Linked DNA regions of Oncorhynchus kisutch: region 2 is linked to region 1. The links are chromatin contacts, called in public Hi-C maps. All regions are on one chromosome and are shown on one strand. The core of a region is the stretch at or near the end of the contact, and the rest is flanking DNA. Distances in the headings are between cores, read along the strand shown. Region 1 holds the start of LOC109865401 (ATP-dependent RNA helicase DHX8). Region 2 holds the start of LOC109865402 (thyroid hormone receptor alpha).

Region 1 (4,657 bases), core at 889-3,388:
ATCAAAATAGAACTCAATTGAATGAACATGAAATAATATTTAATTATATAGGCCTACTGTATGTGTGGCCTATACTGTAGGCTATTTATATTTTAATGCAGTTATCTCTGTTTCCATTTTAAGCATTCATTTAACATTTAATTTGTCCTTCGCTTGCTTAGCAATTGAAATGACATTGGCAACTTTGCATTTGTAGTCAACTTCGTTGTGATGTTATTGGCGGTCACAGAGACAGATAAACATATTGATTCTTTGTTTAGCGCAGATCTTATTCCACCCCTTTACTTAGATTTGTGTGTATTAGGTAGTTGTTGTGGAATTGTTAGATTACTTGTTGATGTTGCTGCACTGTTGGAACTAGAAGCACCTGCATTTCGTTACACTCGCAATAACATCTGCTAACCATGTGTATGTGACAAATTACATTTGATTTGAAGTAGTACATCCAATCACCGATTTGAAGAATGACTATAATTAAGGTCAGGTAGCAGTGTTGACCCCATTCAGAATGATAGAAAAAAATGTGCTCATGAAACAGCCAACAAGGCAGCATCCTAATTTATAAGTCACTGAGGCTGCTATTGCATCTGATCAGCCTTTCAGGAATAGAGCTTACCCACTGGATCATATGCATCAGCCTATAAGGCACTTTTAACGGCTAATATGCCTGCAAGGAGCTTTTCCCATGAAACAGCCTACAAGGCAGCATTGTGACTTATCAGCCTCTAAAGCTGCTATTGAGCCTGCTCAAACTCTGAGGCTGAAAGCTAATCTAATCAGCCTGCCAGGAATGGAGTTCTGTACATGTAAATATTACCCAGAAAACAGGAAGTGCCCATTATAATTATGCACATATCAGTTATGCAAGCTCACAGCCAGCAAAAAATAACTAGCTAACTAACACGATTACCTAGCTAACTGCTAGCTCACAAGACTAGCTAGCCAAGTGAGCTTCTAGCTAACAAACAGTCCGTGTAATATCAGTATAAAGTTGACTTAATTTTGAAAGATGCTAGCTATATTACATGTTTTACTCTATGCTTCAGCTTTCTGGATATGTTTGAACGTGGCTTGATGGCTCGTCGTTCCTTCATTCGATTGGTTCTGGTCTTGAGGGCGGCACGCAGCCTTGGAAACATTGTCACCTGTCAGGCGCTGTTCAGGGCTTAAATGCTCCACGAGCGTCCAGCTCGGGAATGGTTTTAGCACCACCAGGCGACAAAATTGAAGAACTACACCACACATAGTAATTTCCGGCAGAATCGGAAATGGTGTCATACTCCATCAAAAAAAGTAATAGCAGCATGGCAGCAGCACCAGCTATCCACGCTAAGACTGGTGATCGGATATTGCCTTCAAAATAAAAGTAAACGGTAAAACGCTAATGCATGTGATACAATATCAATATTTTTGTTGCAGCTTTACAGAGCATAATGTTAAAATTATGTTAAAGAAACTATAACTACACGGGGGGAAAATGTAAACTAAAGAGAATTGTATTTTGGTTGTATTGCACAAACAACTTGCACTGTACAGGAAAAACAATATATTTTTTTCTCCATAAAACCAGGGTCCAGTCTACTCTCTAAAGTCCCTAGAATACAAGAGTTTGAACAAAAAGTTATGTCATAGGAAGTGTTGCAGGACTTTTACTGTGGTCTAACAGCTTGCAGTGGGGTGCCTGGACAATGTGGTACAATGCAAATCATTGTATATGCATTTACACATGGGCTTATAATAATTTTAAAAAACGATTATAGGTAGGGTCAGTAGAATCCATATATGGTGTCATTTCATGGGGCACTGAATGGAGTTTTGCTGGCTTTTTACTCCACCAAATCATGGAATACATTTAGCCTAAAAGAGCAAAAAATATTCTAGGTGGCTATGTAAAAGTTTTGTAGGGAATATAATATATTATTATATTTCATGCACAGTTATTTGCATTGGAGGCATTTATTTGACCCTGGGACATGTTTTAAAACACATTAAATCAAATGTCACTTAAAAATGAGCAAATATGAATAATTTTTAATTTTCAGAGAAGTATTTTTCATATTTCATGAATAAATACAGGTTATTGACACTGCTATACTATTACGTGGGGACTCTTATTTGACACATTTACAAACTTCAGTGACCCGGAAGTACTTTTTTAGTGTTGCTGACGAGACACTTACCAAAAAAATGAATGCTGCTGTTTTCTTCTGAATACAAAACAGTCTCTTGGATAATGTCACACATCGGCGATAACGAGCTAGAACAACTGGAATACCTCTCGTTGGTATCCAAAGTGTGCACAGAACTCGACAACCATTTGGGGATAAGTGATAAAGATCTAGGTTTGTAAAACTGAACTTTCAATATAATATTTGTTAGTTGGCAATACAATGGCTAACAGCTAGCGACGCGTTAGCTAGCAGCAACTCGATATCATCTGTCCAGTTGTTATCTTCCCGGGTAAACCAGCTAGCTATTAAACTAGCTAATGATTCTCACCAGCGTAGCTAAGTTAGGTAACTAACTAGTAAACCGTGGAGTTGAGTTTATTTTAGTCAGCTAATAACGTTACTAACAACGATGCGAACTTTCTCGCTGCCCCTAGCTGACATGCTAATAGTAGCCATCTTAGCGAGCAAATCAAAGCTACACTCGAAATGTTTAGGACTAGTTAACGTTACTTGGCTAATGTGGTTATTTTCTTTGCTGTTTTACAGCTGAGTTTGTCATCAGCCTTGCTGAAAAGCAACCAACATTTGATGGATTCAAATCACTTCTGCTGAAAAATGGAGCAGAATTCACAGTAAGTTTCTCCAGTTTTCAAATCGACACATTCTTCTCTCCCCTGATCCTTAGTGTAAAAGAGAAAGTAGTGCACAGTTGTCTGGCAATATATCTGGTAAATTAATGGTTAATAAACAACTCTAAGGAGGGGGTCTATAATTATTTATTTTTTAATCTGAAAAGTACAATTGAGAATCAAGAAAATGTAATGTTCTGAGTCCATGTCAATGCTTAAATATTGTTTTAGGTCTGATTATTGTGTGTAATTCCACTTTAATTGAGCATCTGGCCCTTTAATTGCGCATCTAGCAAGTAAGGAATGTGCCATCTGTGCCGGTTTAGTGATGGTTCTGTACAGCTGCTGCTCATTTCATGGCAAAGTTTGCAAATAACAAGAAATATATATAAAACAATATGCTTACTCATGATATACTTCTGCCATACAAATTATATACACTACCTTTCAAAAGTTTGGGATCCCTTAGAAATGCCCTTGTTTTTGAAAGAAAGACCAAGAAAAATGGTGTCCATTTGAAATAACATCAAATTGATCAGAAATTCAGTGTAGACATTGTTAATGTTATAAATTACTATTGTAGCTGGAAACAGCAGATTTTTTAATGGAATATCTAAATAGGCGTACAGCGGCCCGTTATCAGCAAACGTCACTCCTGTGTTCCAATGGCACATTGTTAAGCTAATTGATCATTAGAAAACCATTTTGCCATTGGAACACAGGGGTGATGGTTGCGTTAATGGGCCTCTGTACGCCTATGTAGATATTCCATAAAAAAATATCCAGCTACAATAGTCATTTACAACATTAACAATGTCTACACTGTATTTCTGAACAATTTGATGTTATTTTAATGGACAGAAAATGTGCTTTTCTTTCAAAAACAAGGACATTTCTAAGTGACCCGAAAACTTTTGAACTGTAGTGTACATCTGCCAGGTAAGCCGACTTTGCAATTAACAGTTAATTGACAAGACTTTGGGGAAAGTATTTCTGTCAACCCACATCAACTGGCTACACACAGAGTGATAGACAAACACATGCACCACACAGACAGACGCGGGCAATATTGCTGGATATTAATTGGTAGATATTGTGTTAGATTTGGCTTTTTAAGCCAGTAGTGGCTAACCAGGGTTGGGATAATGTCAACGTTGCTTTGATTAGATAGTAGCTGGGAGCTTACGGGGTCTGATATTTGTGAGATTTGATTATGACAGTTGTGTGGTGGAACACGTGAAAATTGCATCTACTTTCAGAATTGTTTGGTGAGCTACTCATAGTTGGGCTGTGAGCTACTGGTAGCTCGCGATTGACCTGTTGGAGACCCCTGATCTAGATGGATGTTTATGGAACTGATATGTAGACGTAACATTTATTTTTCCATCTTTCAGGATTCACTCGTCGGCAATTTGCTCAGACTTATTCAAACGATGCGGCCTCCACCAAAGGCATCTTCAAGCAAAGGTATGTGAGCTGTATTCCACCTGTATCCTCTGATGTGATGTGTGCTTTTCACTTAGCGCACATTTTTGAAGGTATGGGCTATGTGCACTCGGTGTACAAAACATTAAGAGCCCCTTCCTAATATTGAGTTACACCTCACCCTCAGAACAGCCTCAATTAGTCAGGGCGTGGAGTCTTCAATGTGTCAAGCATTCCACAGGGATGCTGGCCCATGTTTACTCCAATTCTTCCCAGAGTTGTCAAGGTGGCTGGATGACCTTTGGGTGATGGACCATTCTTAATACACACGGGAAACTGTTGTTCGTGAAAAACCCAGCAGTGTTGCAGTTGACACAAACCGCTACATCTCACACCTACTACCATACCCTGTTCAAATACACTTGAATATTT
Region 2 (4,657 bases), core at 885-3,384, 180 kb before region 1:
ATTATGCTATGGGCAGGCATAAGCTACGGACATCCTTAATATAGTAACACATAAAGGTTATGGATGACATTGCGCAGTGGCTGGTGTCAAAATATAAATAACTCAGACTGAAAAGATCTCCAATTGAATATCAAGGGGGATTGAACAACAGTTGGGTGCTCTAGTCAGTGATTGGACTGACTGCTTTGTTACATGTCATTTGAACACACAATGGAAGCTAAAATAATTACTATTGCCCTTTCGGCACTCTAGTCCTCCACTCTGCCCCTTCAATCCCCTACACACAACGCACACACGCACGCACACACACACACACACACACACACACACACACACACACACACACACACACACACACACACACACACACACACACACACACACACACACACGCACGCACGCACACACGCACGCACACACACACACACACACACGCACACACACATAAATTCGATCAGACTGTCAGATGAGCCTATGACGGACTAGCTGCTTTGTTCCGGGGGAAAACACTGTTGCTCAGTGTGATCAAACGGAAATGTGTAGGGTGCTGCCATCAAAGACAGCAACTCCCCATATCAAACCTCCCAGATCCCATCTGCTGTACATCAGTCAGGCACACACCATGTTGACAAGGGTTTAGCAACGAAGGATCCATCTTTATTCCCTCACACGGGTGATTTCAATCGATAGTTGATTCCATCCAATGTACATGTCACAAGTGCTAGCATTAAATGTTCTGAAAACATATCCTAATACACCTGATAGTGTGCTTTTCTCTAAACATATTTGTCTGGAAGATTAGATGATGTGACTGATGTTTGACTGAACCGAGCCAGTAAGCATACATTCTGCTCAGCCATGTCCATGCAGCTCTTAGATGAGATGGAAATGGGTGAAATAGACGGAATTTTTCTGAATCATCGTTGATGCCTTGGAAGCATATATCATCATGCCTCATGATTTCTCAAACCCTGTGCCATTTAATGTGTGAGTTCTCTCTAACAGCAGAAATAGCATAATTCTTATATATGAGCTCTTACCACCTAGGAAAGGATCCATATGCTATTTATGGAAATATCTGTCAGTCATGATATAAATGTTATAGTGCTCTGTTTAATGGGAAAAAGAGGGGGATTATTTAGGCCGAATGGAAGCAAAAGTCGTCATGTTTTAGCACGTCACATTAATATAAAGCAATGGGCAGGTTTGGAATCATCATCATTGGGGTCATGGTAAAATACATATTTTGGAAGTTATTAAATCAAATCCTTATATAAGCTAGCCAGTTTGTTGTCTCTAGGCAGTAACATGTGGAGCTCTTCCTACTGATACAATATGACAGAAAATGCAATCCACTCCCATATTGCTCTTGGATACGACCCAAACTTCTGCTTTGCAGACAGGCTTTCTCACATTATTAATAACAATTTCCCATCTGCTATCTGTAGAGTATTTAACATTGCCCAAGTGTTGAGCCCTGTCTCCAAGTCCTCCCTCAGCGTTCGGTCCAAAATATTGTCAGTCAGATGCGTAGGTTTTCAGGGTCCATACAAAACTGCTGTAGACTATAGAATACCTTCAAGGTGTATCATTATAAGCAGACAATAAGCATGGCATGTGATAATAATTGTTATATTTTATTAATAGCCTCATATTTTCATCTCATAGGTGTAATATATTTTAGGGTATTTAATAGTTTGATTGAAAATGGTTTTGTCTTATTGAGAAAAGCTCATGGTCCTCACCTAACCTCATCTCCCATCGGGTAAGGCAAGTCAGGTACTTGAGGTCTTTCATTCTTCTTTGTGAAGGGAGGAGCTGGACCGCGTCCTCGGTGAACCTAGCCTATATGAGGACGAGAATAACGCACCACGCCAGACTTGTATCAGTGTGAATGCCAGGGGATGCTCAACATCTCCACACTAGGTTACATTCATTCTCATGGTCTCACATTCAAAGCGAATATTGCTACTTTTAAATACGTTTTTAGAATCAGAGGTAGATGTGTTTGTACTTTACAGTGTTAGTCCTGTAGAGAGTGGTAGTCCTGTAGAGAGCGGTAGATAGCTAGTTTTATTAAATTGTTTTATGCGGGCCCAGAGCATTGCATTGGCCCAGAGCAGTGTGCGCCCCATACTGTACATATGCGGAGGGAGGAGCAATAGTATATCTCTTGATTCCATTTCCCTGTCGTGGCAGCCTACCGAAACGTTACTGGAGCACCTTTTTACACACACCTCATGGGAAATCCCAAATAACGAGCACCTTGTGACTTTGTTTAAGTGCAAATTAGGAACCGCACGAGACGTTTTGACGGCAAGCGGCGCTTTGCAGAGGAATTTTTTTAAATAGAAAAGCCCGGTACCGTGCAGTTGCATACCCTACCACTCCACTTGCGCTTTATACGGAGAGGCTTTGACTTTTTCATCCTCGTTTCAGTCTCAAAACAACCGTATTCCCGTCCAAAACAGTAGAAGAACCTGACGGTGAGTCTCATTGGCACATATTTACTTTCAAACGTGTTCTACCCACCTTGCATGTCGCATTTGTGCGTATTTTTCTGTCCAAGCTAGCCCCAGTAGCTGCATGGTTTGACAGATCAGCAGCGTTATGCGTTATGTAGGCTACAGTATAGCTTCACCTTGGCCTCCTACAGTTTGCGTGCTAAAATATAATTCGCCGCAATTACTGTTGTACTGTTGTAGTGTTTATTTAATTTATTGTCTGATGTAGTTGTCGATGCAGATAGTCCGTGTGCAATGTGTTCACATAATCAACTGAGGGGCCTAACTTGTATTTATTAATTTATGATACTACACACACACACACACACACACACACACACACACACACACACACACACACACACACGCACACACACACGCACGCACGCACGCACGCACGCACGCACGCATCTGTCTATTATTGTGCAGGTTGTGTGGCTTTGTGTGTAGGAGGTTCAAATATTATTTTAGCAAGTGTCTTATTGTTCAAATCTGGTGCAGGTATGTTTGTAGCACAGTTGCAGCAAATAGTTTGGCTAACTGCCAACTTCTAAGGTTTACAGTACAAATGACATATCACATTTGCTATGATACCGCAGAAATGATACCGCAGAATGAAATGGATCATTCTAGGACTATAGCTCCATGAATATTGATTTCTGACAGTCATAGGGCATACCAACAATATGGGCCTGGGAAATATCATGGAACACATGACAGTTATGCACAGCCATATCATTTAGTCTTGTTTGGGAAATTCCTGTGTAATGTCAATAGCTTGGTACAACGTTACTTACTATTCTATTATAATAAATGTGTCTGTTTTCTTAGCGCTGTCATACAGTAATGTCCATTTAAATGTTGCCTGGCTATCCAAACTCTATGCTCTGGCCAAACGCAACACCACGCCCATGGACATTAAAGTTTCTTCTCCTCAATCAGTCAATAGTGTACAACTGCAGCCCGCAATTCGGGGCGTTCCTGCATGTGGTCATTCCTGGCTCTGCAGGAATGCCCCCCCCCCCCCCCCCCCCCCCCCCCCGAGCAAATCCATTCTAGACCGTCTGATTGGTCCCAGAAACGGATGGGTTGGGCCAGACCCAGAACACACATGGGTAAAGCGGCGTTTTGAAAATGTGTCATTGGTTTTGATACTCTGATTGGTTCGAAATGATCCAATCACTGATGGCTTTGTTTTTGCACACATGGGGACCATTTTTAGTAGCCTAGGGTCCAGGAAAAATGTGGCCTTTTATAAACGGATTTCATGCAATTATACATCATTGTGCATGACTGGATACGTTTGTAATACGGCACAACTGATGGAAATGACAGGCTACTTTGACACTGACCATCTGAGAATCTGAGATCAATAAAAACAACCTTGTCTTGAATCCATCAGTAGCCTGGGCCTAGGTGTGTGTGGAGACACACATATTGTACAATATGACAAGAAAATTGTAGTCCTAAAAAAGCTTTTCAGTTTCACTGACTTGCCCAATAATGCACAGCTCGCTATGCGCTCGTGCCAAAGCCTACTTCTCTCTTGTTTTACATAAAACAATGTTTGCTCAATAGGCCTATTTGGAAGTTGATTAAATATTAAGGTAGCTTAAAGCAGACAGATTAGAGTCTTCTCTCTTCAGCAGGAGCCATTTTGCTTTCCAACCACATCTAGGCAATAAAAAACAAAAAGCTATTGATCCTCTGTGGCTACATTATAGGACTACTCTGGTACAGTAGGCTATTCTGAAAATGTCATTTCTTTCTGAACAGACAGCAGTAATTCTAGAACTTTGGCACATATATTTACATTTATCAGGGGTGCTGCAGCACCTCCAGCAACTTTCCCGCAGCTAAGGAAATTATTAAGTGCTATCAGCCAACCAGGCCGAATATTGATGGTGATGTAAATCAAGTGTTAATCAAATGTTATGCTGCTGTGGCAGTACTGTTGATATTTAAACTAATTAGCTTGCTACTCGCGCTCGACCGGGCGTGCACAATCTCCATTAAGGGCAGACCAATGGACGGGGTGGGGGTGGCGAACTTGACGATGTCACAACGACTTGGGGGCAGTGGGTTCAGAACAACGCCATACAAGTGGTAGGGCAAATATCAGGGATACTGATAGCTGTTTACATTTGGGAGGG

The links. Hi-C and Micro-C count contacts between places; a contact is called where the count stands out from the background.
Region 2: a Hi-C map of muscle shows a contact between it and region 1, with 6 times the contacts expected there. The contact joins the promoter of LOC109865402 here to the promoter of LOC109865401 in region 1. A contact is called at or near these places in 2 of 2 Hi-C or Micro-C datasets (liver and muscle).

Annotation. Positions count from the first base shown.
Region 1 is chrLG20:18,609,525-18,614,181 of Okis_V2, reverse strand. LOC109865401 (ATP-dependent RNA helicase DHX8) reads left to right here and starts at 2,138. Exons shown (of 22, transcript XM_020453543.2): 1 at 2,138-2,342; 2 at 2,718-2,803; 3 at 4,195-4,267. The coding sequence starts at 2,192.
Region 2 is chrLG20:18,793,637-18,798,293 of Okis_V2, reverse strand. It overlaps LOC109865402 (thyroid hormone receptor alpha), which reads left to right and starts at 2,134. Exons shown (of 12, transcript XM_020453544.2): 1 at 2,134-2,486.